2 separate regions of the Anser cygnoides genome follow, and region 2 is linked to region 1. Evidence: chromatin contacts called from public Hi-C data. All regions are on one chromosome and are shown on one strand. The core of a region is the stretch at or near the end of the contact, and the rest is flanking DNA. Distances in the headings are between cores, read along the strand shown. Region 1 holds the start of IL1R2 (interleukin 1 receptor type 2). Region 2 has its middle 32 kb from the start of IL1R2.

Region 1 (6,660 bases), core at 1,778-4,277:
AGTCTTCACAGCCTGTCGGGTTGCTTTTGCAGTGAAAGGAGCTGTTGAAAACTCAGGAGCCCGTGGGGCAGCAGGGAGGCAGCCTGCAACCAAGCTGTCACTTCTCTGGCAAAGCAAGCACCCCCTCGTGACAGCGTGTTTGTTTCTTGGCCCATCTCTCCCTGTTTCTCCCATATACCAAATACAACTGGTATGTGACAGCACTTATTTCTCTGGAAAACCCTGCAAATTCCTGTATTCTTGGCATCCGTTGCACATCAGGCTAGTCCCTCTGCTCAGTTTTACTCTTTCTGTCCCTTTTATTTGGTGTTGCTCAGAGCTGGATAGCTTTTCTTCCCTCTCCATTTCAGTGCTCCCCAAGAGCCCATCTGGGAACTATGCACAAGGACATTATAAATTATTAAAACCAGGTCTGCCCATATCAATAAGCCCAAGAACATGTGTTGTTGGTGCAATAGCTGTGGTTTACTTCGCATCTTCTTGCCAGTTAGCTTTCAACATTCAATATTTCTTAATGTCTTGCCACCTTATTCTTATGTGAACAAGAGAAATTTTCTCCTATTTTTAATCATGTGAAGCTGGCTCAGCCAAACTGAGTAACAGAACTAATTAGCAAAATCCATGTGAGTGCAGTCCCTGGACGCCAAACAGCATCAACCATAGAGCAATTTGAATGAGTTCCCCCAGGAAAGACGGCAGAATCTGGGGGTCACCAGAAAAACCTGGCACCTTTAGCCGTCCCTTATTCAGATGGCCTTATCCCCACTTCATGACGCCTGAATTTCTCTCTCCCCTTCCATGAACTACAGATCATGAGCAGACACATCTTGCTTGTGAAGACCTTTTGAAACCCCTGTTGGAAGGGACTGCTAGAATGCTAAATATCTTCTGAGATTTGGGATTATTTTATTGGGATGTCCTAAGAGAGAAAAATCCACCCAACAGCAGCAAGGTAGCTGCGTGCAACCCTGGTGTGGGAAATAGCTCTCCAGTGAGATGAGCAATGAGTGAGACATATGGGGAATAGCCTGGTCTTCAAGTCAGGAATTTCACAGCTCTGCTCCAGCATCATGAGCAGTATAGATGAATCATCTGCACAGCGAAACCACAGAAAGACACCAGCTTCCCTAAAAGTGCCTCTATATATATAGCTGCTGGACTTGCACATTTCTGTTTATAAATACTCAGTAATAACTGACCGCAAAGTGACATGGTCTTCTCAGCAGACAGCCCCTAAAAACATGCATTTCTTCCCGAGCTGTAGGAAACCGGGCTGTTGCACTTCCAGATAAAATATTTTGACTTAAAATCCTGGTAGTGGTGTGTGTGATCACGATGTTTTATGGGAAAAAAAGAAAGTTGGTTAAAATCATTAATCCTTGTTAGGTGCATCTGAAAACATCATATTATCTGTCAACTGCACTGTTACTCTGTAGATATTTGGTTTTAGTCTAGTTTTCAAAAGCAGGACAGCACATATTATTCCAGTATAAGATCACTGAATCTCGTAGCCCACTTTATGTTTTCAGAGCTTCTGAATTTGTAGAAGTGTGAGGAAAATTGGTTGGCCATGAGGGAAGACCATGAGGGGAGAGCTGAAAGGGCTGCAGTGGAGAGGTTTGTGTGTGTGCTAAGGACACATATCTCCAGAAAAGCTAGCGATGCTCATTCTGCTGCTCTCTGAACAGCTTGCGATCAGATGGCTTCATTCAATGAATGCAATGAACGTGTTTGCAGCAGTTGGTAGGTGTGATCGTCTCAAAGACACTGAACCTCATTTCCTGCAGTTTTGCTCTTTTTGAGCCTGGTAAATGTCTGGGTTTATGTGCTGGGAACTTGTTTGGCACCTGTGGCCAGGGTTGCCATTAGAGATACCCACCTCCCTTGCATACGTGAAAAGACTGTCACAGAGTAGCCTGAGCTTAGACCTCAGATAACATCGATCACCTTATCTGACGGTTCTTCTGTCTGACATATGACACATCCCCAAAGACTACAGTATGTCAGTAGATGTCATCAGCTATATGTTTCTTCTCCCTGTAGAAAATGGCAACATGGTCTCAAAAACTGGCAATTTTTCCTCTCTTAAAAAATATTCGAAGATCTCCGGTATAACTGAGGATGATAGTAGTTAAATAAAGAGTTCACAAATTATGTTAGGGATAAATTAATAAATGGTACATGAAGGATTCGTATATCCCTACTGCAATCAACGGTTGCATTGCTTTTATTTCTGAGTCACTACTTGGTTAGTGGCAGGACCACGAAGCCTTAACCTCAAGCTGGGATCCTGGTGCTCCAGACCAGGGTTGCTCAGCTGAGGTCTGTGAAGTCTTGGGGAGGGGGCATTTTTGTGAGGTCTGTGAGCAGGGATCTGCGTGCCAACACCAGCCCTGGGAGGTCAGCAGGACACCACACAGTGCCTTCCTGGGCTAGAAGTGACGTGGTGCATGACAGCTGGTCCCTGAGGGACAACGAGGCTGGAAGAAGTCCTGGATTGCCCACAGGAGACATCACATGTCAGGGCAAGGCACGGGAAAAACTGACTTGTGGTCCCGCTCCAGACCGAAGTCCTTCACGTGACTGCCCTCTTCCAGACAGGCAGAGGTCAACATTACCACTGTTCAAAACCCATTTTTTCACCCTTCTGCTTGTGAGCCTGGAGACCGTAGCATGCTTGCATCAGTTAATTCCTTACACCTCACCATAAAGACGGTCTTCATGCAAAGCAAGAAACTGAGATGGTTGTCATGGAAGAAGAGAGGAATAAACCCATTCGTGGTTCACAAGCTATATGAGGAATCACAAAAGAGGAAAAACCTGCCATGTTTTCCATACAAAAACTCATCAAACACATTATGTGAAGAATGCAATTGTCTAGCTGCTGACCATGCTGCAGGACACCGTCTGTCACCCATGAGAAAGTTTGGGTTTAGGTAGAGCGTAAAATAGTCATGTGAAGACACGAGTGCATGTAAACTGCCATTCGTCAGAAAAAGGGAAATTTAGTCATATATTTAGCAGTCATTTCCCCTTTTTTGGGAAACCCTAATGCATATTTTTGCTCTCTCCCTGTCTCTATTTCTCTCATCCTCACTCTACGGAAGGAAAGAAAGGTGGGTCTAAAATGTCATTTGGTTTTGACACAAATTTGATTGGGCAACGAGCGATAAATTTCCGCTGTGTGTCGGGCTAAGCTCTATATAAGTATCTCACCAGCGATTTTCAATGTTACATCTTTTCACGAGAAACTAATGGCTGAAAGGATGCAGAACCACAGGTAAGTGAAGCTTATGGACAACTGGGAACGAAAGCTATCCCTAAAACCTCAGTGTGTGCAGGGGCTTACAGAAAATGCTAGATACTGCACTGAAGGGACTGGAAACCTCTGGAAAAAAAACAAGTATTTTTGTCAGGCAAAGATCTGAAGAGATCCTTTTACAGGGTATTACATGTGAACCATTGGCACTGTTAATGCAGCAAAGACACTAGCTCCTGATCCAGGCATAGCCATGGAAGGGGATACTGCTCCATGCCAATGCGCTGGAAACACTTGCATGCATCACGGTATGGGAGCCAACCTGTTGTTATGAAATTGTATTTGTTGAGCAAGAGGTTGGCTTTGTAGTGCTGTAAAGATGACAATAAGCCGGAGATAAGTTATTACAGTCAGACTACCAGATGTCAGGTAAATTTAGCCATTAGAACATGGAGAAGTTTGGATTTAAAACACATAAATATGCGCATGATGGGATACACAGAAGGTGCTTGCAGGTAAGTACCTATGAACACGAATGCATTATACTGGTTGAAATACGTTTTTGGTCTGGGATAAAACTTGAAGCAGTTGTCTGGTCATTTAATATCCATCTTATGGGACAGTCATAGCGTTAGGCTAATGTTAAATGTATGCAATTTGCATTTCTGTACATAATATGGAAAAAGTGTGCATTGTGTGTGTATTTATTGTGTACTGTATTTATGTATGTACACAAATACTTATGTACAGCATAAACTGATGCCTATCTATAGCAGATTTAATACATTTCTGAATGTTGTACAGGGAGATAATATGTGATCAGCCAACTGAGTAACAGCAATTGATATCTTGTGGCAGACCAGGTAGTGACCAGTGGTGTACACAGATGCCAACTTGCCCATCCAGGTCAATTCAGATGACAGTTAATGAATGACCAGCAGCAGATAGTTCTGTTTTCAGAGACGGTTATGGTGTCTGCACTTTGTACTCACTTGGGTATCAATAGCAAGGTGGCTGTTCATGCCATTGGAGTCAAAGTTGTTCCAAGAGAAAAATTTGTTGGGGACACTGAGAGCTTGGCTCTGGTTATAGCAAGTTTTTGAGCTGTCTGGCCTACTTTGGTAGCCATAGTAGGGAAGATGGAGTCACACAGGATTTAATGAGGGCATGCAACCTTGACAGAAACCTGAAGGGACTGCTTAGAGAGTTAAATCTCTGCTGCACCTTTTCTCCTGGGCTTACCCAAACGAGCTACACTACAGCCAACTTGAAGTGGCTGGCCCATGCCTCTGTCACGTCTTATTGCCAAATACACAGAGCTGTATTTCTCTACCTTTAGCTATTGCACCAAACAAAACAAAGCAAAACAAAAGCATGGGGACAGCAGCATCTTGTGGTGTGTTGTTTGCATCTCCCAGAGTGAAAGGAAAATGACAGAAGAGAAGTGTTTGTGCCAAGCCAGATGCCAAGCCATAATTTGGGGGTGAAGAAGCCCCTCTGTTCACTAAGGAGAACCAAAGATCACCAGGCCTGGTGTTTGGAAAAGGGCAGTTAACTCTGCTAGTGTTAATGTTGAGTATTTTAATTGTATCTTTTGTCTCCTAATAAACTTGCCTTCAGATTTCAAGACACTTTCCCTCGGCCTTCTCCTTCCCGTTTCCTCTGGGAAAAAATGCACGGGCTCTTCTTTGTCCTGGTTACATGCACAGTGGGTGCCTCTGCTTTCAGGCTCCAGCAAGGGAAAAGCACAGGTACAGGCATGCTCCTTTTTTATTATTATTTTTTTTTAATTTCCTGTGTCCCTCTCCCCTCTTTTTTAATGTGCCTGGCCAGCAGTAATGATAAAATGTCTCTGATTTATACAGAAAACTGCCCAGATCACATCATCTCTTTCCAACACTACTATGAACTTCATGGAGAACCTGTGGTTCTGAAATGCCCTTCCCCCAGATACAAACATCTGGATTTTTCTTCCTTGACCCATAATATCACATGGTACAAAAATGATTCAAAAACCATGATATCAGGAAGAGATGAAGATCCAAGAATCTGGGCAAAAGGAGATGCACTCTGGTTTTTACCAGCAAGGCAAGAAGACTCAGGAGTGTATGTCTGCACAAGAAGGTAGGTACTTAAAGGAAAATTCAGTGTACTGAAAAAGGTGACTGTGTCTAAAATATATTAGCTTGATTCTAAACACCATATATCTTCAGAGTGGGTTTGGATAAGATCATTTCCTCACCAAATTTATTAGCAAAAATATGTGGGAAGTTAGAACTTTTAAATATGTTGTGTCTCCTCTCTCTATATATACTGAAATCTTGATGCATCATGGCATGGTATTGTTACTCTACGATCTCACAAGGAAATAGTGTACATGAGAGTTTGCTCTAGCTTATTTTCAAGTCAATCAGGGATGCAGCAAGCAGGGGTGTGTTGCAGACAGAGGACACTGCATAATGCAACCCGTACACCACAGCTTTAGAGAAGCAAACAGTATTGTTTGTGGTTTGGATTGCATTACAAAGTGTATACCAAAAGAGAGTGGCTCTGAGGTGGCTTCCTTCTTCCCCGTTCCTTTTCCCTGATCTTTACTTTTCTTCTTTTGCACATTGTAAAGCAGAATTTGATTGCTTTGGCTTTGCTGGAAGATGTCACTTGAGACCCAATGTGCATTTACTGGGCTGGTACCAGACCTGTGATAATACAGAGGCTTGCAGCAAAGGCTATTTTCAATCTTACTGGTCATTTCTTTTCTGAGAGTTTATGGTCTTACAGCCTGCTGTAAGAAAAGAGGAACAAGGATCTGGACTTGTGGTGGACTGAGGAAGGCAAAAGCCACCAGTGCCATTTGGGCCTGAAATCCAGAAGGCGCCAGGGTCCTTGCCCTTCCTCCAGCCCACCTCCCAGCACTGCCTGGCAGCTGGCACCTCGCTCTGGGGCCCCTGAGGTCCATACCTGTCTGCACATTCCAGCAGCTGGGGCTGCCTCTGCAGAGCTCAGTTTCCTTGCAGAAAAGCAGGCAGAAAACAAATTAATAAATTATGCTCAAATTATTAGGGTGGCCTTTTTATGTGTTAGCAGGGAACGCAATGGTGGGGCAGGAGAGAAGACTTCAGTAGTGCAGCCAGCATTAGAAAAGGTTGTAAATATAGAAGTCCTAGAGCAGAGCCTGAGACATGGAAATTCTGCTTTTTATCCCTTTTTTTTGGACACTTCTGCCTCAGTTCCTCAACGCCTCAAAATGTGGCAGTGTTATTGCCAGCTATAAGAAAATGCTGTGAAACCTGTTTGAAAAAGATATGCAGGGGTTGAGTGCATAGCTTCATTGTTAACATTATTACAGGATTAATGGAGTACAAACAAATTGTATTTCCTTCTCATATCATCCCATAAGGATA
Region 2 (6,352 bases), core at 2,484-4,983, 33 kb after region 1:
GCAGAATCAGGGCTACCTTCTTTACAGAGTATGAAAGCAAAGGAGATACTCATTTTCCTTTATGCAAATATGTATACTTCTGGGTGTCTTCAAACCTGTTTACAAAACCAGTGAACCTCCAATTTTCCATTGACATCTCCCTGCAGGCAATGGGAACCTTTCCAACAACGTCAGGCAGAAGCAGATCAGGTCTGTAAGCAAAGGAAGCAGCGTGGGAGACATGCATGCTTCACTGGGGTACGTGGCTCCTTCCTGTGTGAAGGGGAGCTGTGTACTGAGCCTGGCTTTCAAAAGTGAATTTAAAAAGCAAATAACATTTTGGGGGGGAATTTTCCTGAAAAGCATTTGGTTGTGACCTGTGACAGTTATTCTGGATGAATGTTTCCGAGAATTGTCACTGTCTTTTCCAGTAAACCCATTTGGCCAAAACTCTTTCACAAAATGCTCAGAAAAAAACCAAACAGGCCTCATGTTGGAGAACAGCTTGCCAAAGCAATTCTTGCATAGGAAGGGTCTAAAGGTTTGTCTCAGTAATTAGTGTATGCAGTCAGCTACCAGAAAGCAAATCTTGCTTGCTTTCACTGGAATGACATGTGAGCAGGTCCTACACTGAACCTGAATGGGATGCATAGTTTTTAGGGGACGATGCCTGAGGCATAAAGCAGAGTGCAATCCTATTCCCATTTGAAACAAGGCCAAAGCTGCCACCAACGTCAGGCTCTTATTCTGTATGTGTATGCACAATGAAATCTGCAGCATCAGCAGATTACGTTATGAATGGGGTATGTGACAATAAGTTTGCAGAAGAGCAAGCCTGCACTTGACTTCTGCTTCTATAATGTGGGCCTGGCAACTTCCCACTTTTCCTTACCAGCCCTCGACATATTTTACTGCTAAGTTTCTACTACATTTGTGTAGGTAAGCAAGAGAAAGATATTTCTTCCTCAAGGACAAGTGACTGATGCTCCTGGTAGGCTTTACCTGCTGTAACATGGGCTTATGTGTGGTTTGCATGTTATTGCAAGCCAGAGCTTTGGTTTTGTTGTGGCCCATTTAAGGTCCTGATAGTTAACATTGGAAACAGCAAATCATCCCTCAGTACATTTTTTCTCTTCTGTATGTCACTGTCAAATGAAATAAATGGTAAAAATAGAGGACTTTTCTGTTTTGACTGTCTCTGCAAAGGCACAAGAAGCTGACTTCAGTGTTTATGCAATTAGGATCGTTTTTTTTGGTTACATATTTAGTGCAATGAGTAAGTATTGGTACAGTCAGGCTCAAATTAAAGCTGTTCTGACAGTATGTGCTTTAAAAATGGCAGAGAGAAAGGAAATTACTTAATTAGGCAACTTCATATAGTAAGATGGCAAATTTTCCTTTACTATTGTAGGGGCCAGTGTAAATATAGAAGAACAGGGCTTTCATTATTAAAACTTCAGCCCCTGGAAAACAACAATTTATTAAAACTTAAACTTATTCTTAAAATGAGTTAATTTTGGTGAAATTAATTTCCAGGAAGAACCTTCAGAGAGATCATGTCCTTCTCCTGTCTCTGCTCTTCTTGTTCAAGTTCAAGGAATTGTTAGGAATGTGTAGATTCCCACTGATGTTTTTATTTTATTTTATTTTATTTTATTTTATTTTATTTTAATTTCCTCCCAGTCTGTGCTGATAACACAATCAGAAGGAGCAACATTTTCAAAATTTATTTGGCATCTTCAGCCTGAGAATTCATTCACAACCTGTAATATCTGGAATATTGCTGACACAAAACATGAGCAGCTTAGTGGCTGAAATAGGCTAGAATGTACCAGTGTGAAACACCAGTATTTCTTGTAACACTAAACATAGCACTTGTATGCATTTCAGCTGCAGGATGGATACAATTCACATTAGAGTGGCTTAATTATCTCTGTGATCACTGAGCTCCGAGGCGCCATGGGAATGCAATTTCCATGATGCTTCTGATATTGCATGTCACTCCTTTCTCTTGCCTGTCTAGCAAGAATTTCCTTCATGATCTGAAGTACAACAAAGCTGATCTCCAGCTGAATCCGGGACAAGTTTCAAAGTCTGATCATTTCTAGCTTCAAACTGCTTTCATTATTCTGGAATGGAATCAGAGAATCACAGAGTGCTTTGGGTTGGAAGGGACCTTAAAGACCACCCAGTTCCAACCCCCTGCCATGGGCAGGGACACCTCCCACCAGACCAGGTTGCCCAAAGCCCCATCCAGCCTGGCCTTGACACCTCCAGGGATGGGGCATCCACAGCTTCTCTGGGCAACCTGTGCCAGTGCCTCACCACCCTCTGAGTGAAGAGTTTCTTCCTAATACATAATCCAAACCTACCTTCTTTTAGTTTGACTTTATTACCCCATGCCCTATCACTACACTCCCTGACAAAGAGCCTCTCCCCATCCTTCTTGTAGGACCCCTTTAAGTACTGGGAGGTTGCTATAAGGCCTTCCCAGAGCCTTCTCTTCTCTAGGTTAAACCCTAGCCCCCTCAGGGCCAGACTCCTACAGGGGAACCTGCAAGGGTGCGGCATCCTCCTTCACTCCTACTGCTGACAGGAGTACTTTAGTCCACAATTTCCTTTGAGTGCTGTTAAGTAAAAATGATAGCATATTCCATCAGCTGACTTACACTGATTTATGCAGCTGGTGTTGCTCACCTGCCAGGAGAGTGCTCAGGGGGATCCTACTGATGTCTCTGCTGGGATCTAGGACTTCCAGCATGCTGCTCACAAAAAGGTGATGTGAATAGTAGCGAGGTGACAGACTTTGTGCCAGCTACAGAATTGTTAGGCTAGTCAAATTCATTGAAACATGTTGGGAGAGCCATGGAAGGATCTTACTAAATCTTCTTACTGATAAAAGAGAGATTTAAATTCAAATCTCTCAATGAGTAACTTTAGGTGGTTATACCAAGGCAGGTACACCAACATCTTGGAAAGAGCATATCTTTTGTGTCCTTTCATCACCAATGAAATCCAGCGCAGAGAAGGGTGCCGCACAGGATGGTGGTATGGGCTGGCTTTGCTACAAGGCTCTGCAGCTTGGAAATGCCATGAGGTTCCTCTGAGTCACTAATAGTAATGGAGAAAGTGAGCAGGAAAAGATGTGTTCACTCTTTCTCACATAAGCAGAGTGAAGGGTGCCTAGTTAAATTATTGAGGGGCAGATTAAGAAAGAGTAGTAGAGGGTTTTAATCACTTTTTAATAAGAGTGTGCCTTTACTGTTTAATGATTAAACTGCAGGTAATATTCACTGAATGTTGCGGAGGCAACAAAAGATAAGAAGTTCAGAAAGGGACTAGACAAAGTGATAGAGTTAATTAGTCACTAATGAATATGGCAATCTCGGCATGACCTTTTGCAGACGGGATGCCTGAAACACTATTACTGGAAAATAGAAGAGTATGACAAATATAAACAAACTGTATTTGCCTTATTCAGATAATGTTTTTACAAGTATTTGCAGCAAAAGTCATGAACGTGAGATTGTCACCGGAGCTGGATGGCCCCTTTATTTGGCCTTAGATCTCTCTTTGTCTGCCACAGGGCTCTAGCAAGTGACAGTTTCAGTTTTGTTAACCCATAAGCTATCGTGCAGAACAAATCATCTGACTTTAATCAGCAACTGCTTGAAAAATGAGGATTAGCTTCACTGAAAAGAGATATAAATAAAATCAGCATGATGTCAAATAATGTCTTATCTGTGTACATCAACATAAAGGAAAGTGGGAAGGTAGCACACTGGAGAGAAGGTATGAAAAGGTTTCAGATCTACTTTAAATATTAAAGCCATGAGTCTGTGCCTAAACCAAACTGTCGTTCACTTATTCAGTGGACAAGTAAGAGAGTGAAGTTAAAACAACCTAATGTGTTACTTCCTGGTTATCATAACATAACAAAGCCTTATGTTCTGCTGCTTCATACAAACACGGCTGGCTTGGTTTCCTGTTTGGACTTCCTAAAGGATACAAGTCAGTAAATGATGCAGCATAATGAAGGGGTTATCATCTGAACAGGGCTTTCTCTTCTACTTTGGCTCTTTCCCAAACACAGCAATAATTCTTAGGAGTCATAAAAGCGAGACAGTGTGCTGCCTGTGAGCTACAGTATTGGCACTGCACAAGTTTGTACACAGGACATTTTAATCTTTAACAAATAAAAGGGCTTCAGTAATGTACTCAGTCATGAGCATATTTTAAAGGACCAGCCACAGCTCTGCATGCTTCCGTGCTTCACTGGAAGTTAGACCTGTCACCCAAGAAAGAAAAAATGAAGTGAAGATACAGATCCTGTTCTGTTTGTGACGAGTAGATCTTAGCCTAAGGTAATGCATTTGGCATTTTTGTGAGTGTTTCTAAGCTGAAAAGAGTTTTTATTATGTTTTTATTATGTTTTCTGACTTCTGGTTAGGACCTAAATCAAAGTCCTTGTAAAGTAGCAGAGTTCTCCTCTGGTTATAGAGTTGGGATCAGATCTGCAAACAGTAAGCATAGATATACAAATGAAATTATATTCTGCAGGGATTTCTCATCACTGCAGGCATTATAATGGGAATATACATCTAATTGGCTCAAACGAATGTGCATGACTTTTGTATAGGAAAAGGCATATTGAAGATAGTCTGTATCATACCTATCATACTGAGGTGTGAATACCTGATGCATACATGGACAGCTGGAATGATAGCATATATACCCCAGATGCCTGCTGGGGTAAACTTAGCTGTCACTTCATAGAATCACAGAATATCCCGAGTAGGAAGGGACCCACAAGGACCATCGAGTCCTACTCCTGGGTCCCTAAAGGGCCACCTAAAAAATCAGACCATGTGTCTGAGAGCATTGTACAAATGCTTCTTGAATTCCATCAGGCTCGGTGCCATGACCACTGCCCCGGGGAGCCTGTCCCAGTGCCCGACCACCCTCTGGGTGCAGAACCTTTCCCTAACCCCCAGCCTGACCCTCCCCTGTCCCAGCTCCATGCCGTTCCCTCGGGTCCTGTCGCTGTCCCCAGAGAGCAGAGCTCAGCGCCTGCCCCTCCGCTCCCCTCGTGAGGGAGCTGCAGGCCGCCATGAGGCCTCCCCTCGGCCTGCTCTGCTCTGGGCTGAACAAAACAAGGGACCTCAGCCCCTTTTCATATGTCTTGCTCTCCAGATCCTTCATCTTCGTAGTCCTTCTTTGGACACTCTGTAACAGTTTTACATCTTTCTTATACTGTGGCACCTGAAACTGCACACAGTACTCGAGGTGAGGCCGCACCAGCACAGAGCAGAGCAGGACAATCACTTCCCTCGACCGACTAGCGATGCCGTGCTTGATGCACCCCAGGGTACGGCTGGCCCTCCTGGCCACCAGGGCACACTGCTGGCTCATGTTCAGCTTGCTGTCGACCAAAATCTCCAGATTCCTCTCTGCAGAGCTGATCTCCAGCATCTCATCTGCCAGTCTAAGTTCAGCCAGGGTTGCCCCTTCCCAGGTGCAGAATCCAGCACTTTTTCTTGTACTTCCACATAATGACAGCTGCAGACCAGCTTTTTTATTAAGATTATTGCTCTGAACAAACACATGGGAGATATTAATGGTGTTTTTGTTGTTGTCTTTTCTCTATCTGTACAGTGAAAACTAAACAAGACATGAGTCAACATGTCTTTATTAAATTAAAACAAGCACCTTAGTGAACAGAAAATGCAAGAGACCCATGGTCTTTCAGAGACATTGGACAAACGGACTCATGGGTGTTACAGAAAACATCTTACAGGAAAAGATTTAACATTAACTGTGCCATGTTAAACCCCAAGTCGTGAAATGGATAGCCCAGAGCTCTAGGTCTGCTTGAGCTCACATAGCCCGTACTGTCAGCTCAGATTTACTCTCTGTTTTCTTTTAACTATAGACACATTAATACGTTTAAATTGTCATTATAGCATGACATTGAAGCTGTGGCATTAAGATGCACAGAACAACCCGATGATACTGCTGATATGAATTCAATTTCACAAGCAATTAAAACTTTATGTTTTGATTCTCAGTTTCCATCCAGTTACTCCACCATAAGCGTGAAAGTGTGAACTAATTCATGTAGCATAATAACCACAATTTGGACAAACACTTGAACTCTTAATTAACTAACATTTTAAGGTTCTCTCCAGGCTCAAAGGAGGCATGGGCTGTGTCACTCCTTCCAGTTCTGGATTTCTAGGCACTCATACTGAGAATCTGAATAGAGGAAGAATATCATTTTAGCCCTCAAAGTGAGGTTTATTTTCCACAGAAAAAAATATATAGGGATCCTGCTGTGTTCTGAGGTGTCTCCCTGGCATGGGTTCAAAGCATG

What was found. Hi-C and Micro-C count contacts between places; a contact is called where the count stands out from the background.
Region 2: a Hi-C map of liver shows a contact between it and region 1, with 2.7 times the contacts expected there. The contact joins the enhancer-like site here to the promoter of IL1R2 in region 1. A contact is called at or near these places in 2 of 7 Hi-C or Micro-C datasets (both in liver).

Annotation. Positions count from the first base shown.
Region 1 is chr1:143,429,910-143,436,569 of Taihu_goose_T2T_genome, forward strand. It overlaps IL1R2 (interleukin 1 receptor type 2), which reads left to right and starts at 3,028. Exons shown (of 9, transcript XM_048049067.2): 1 at 3,028-3,116; 2 at 4,880-5,010; 3 at 5,125-5,383. The coding sequence starts at 3,052.
Region 2 is chr1:143,462,183-143,468,534 of Taihu_goose_T2T_genome, forward strand. No RefSeq gene overlaps it. Among named protein-coding and RNA genes, the nearest start is that of IL1R2, 32 kb to the left of the region's middle. Within about 2 kb of position 3,734, at least 2 of the 3 cell types and tissues checked have open chromatin away from gene starts, as enhancers often do. A contact at or near this core is called in liver, where this site is marked.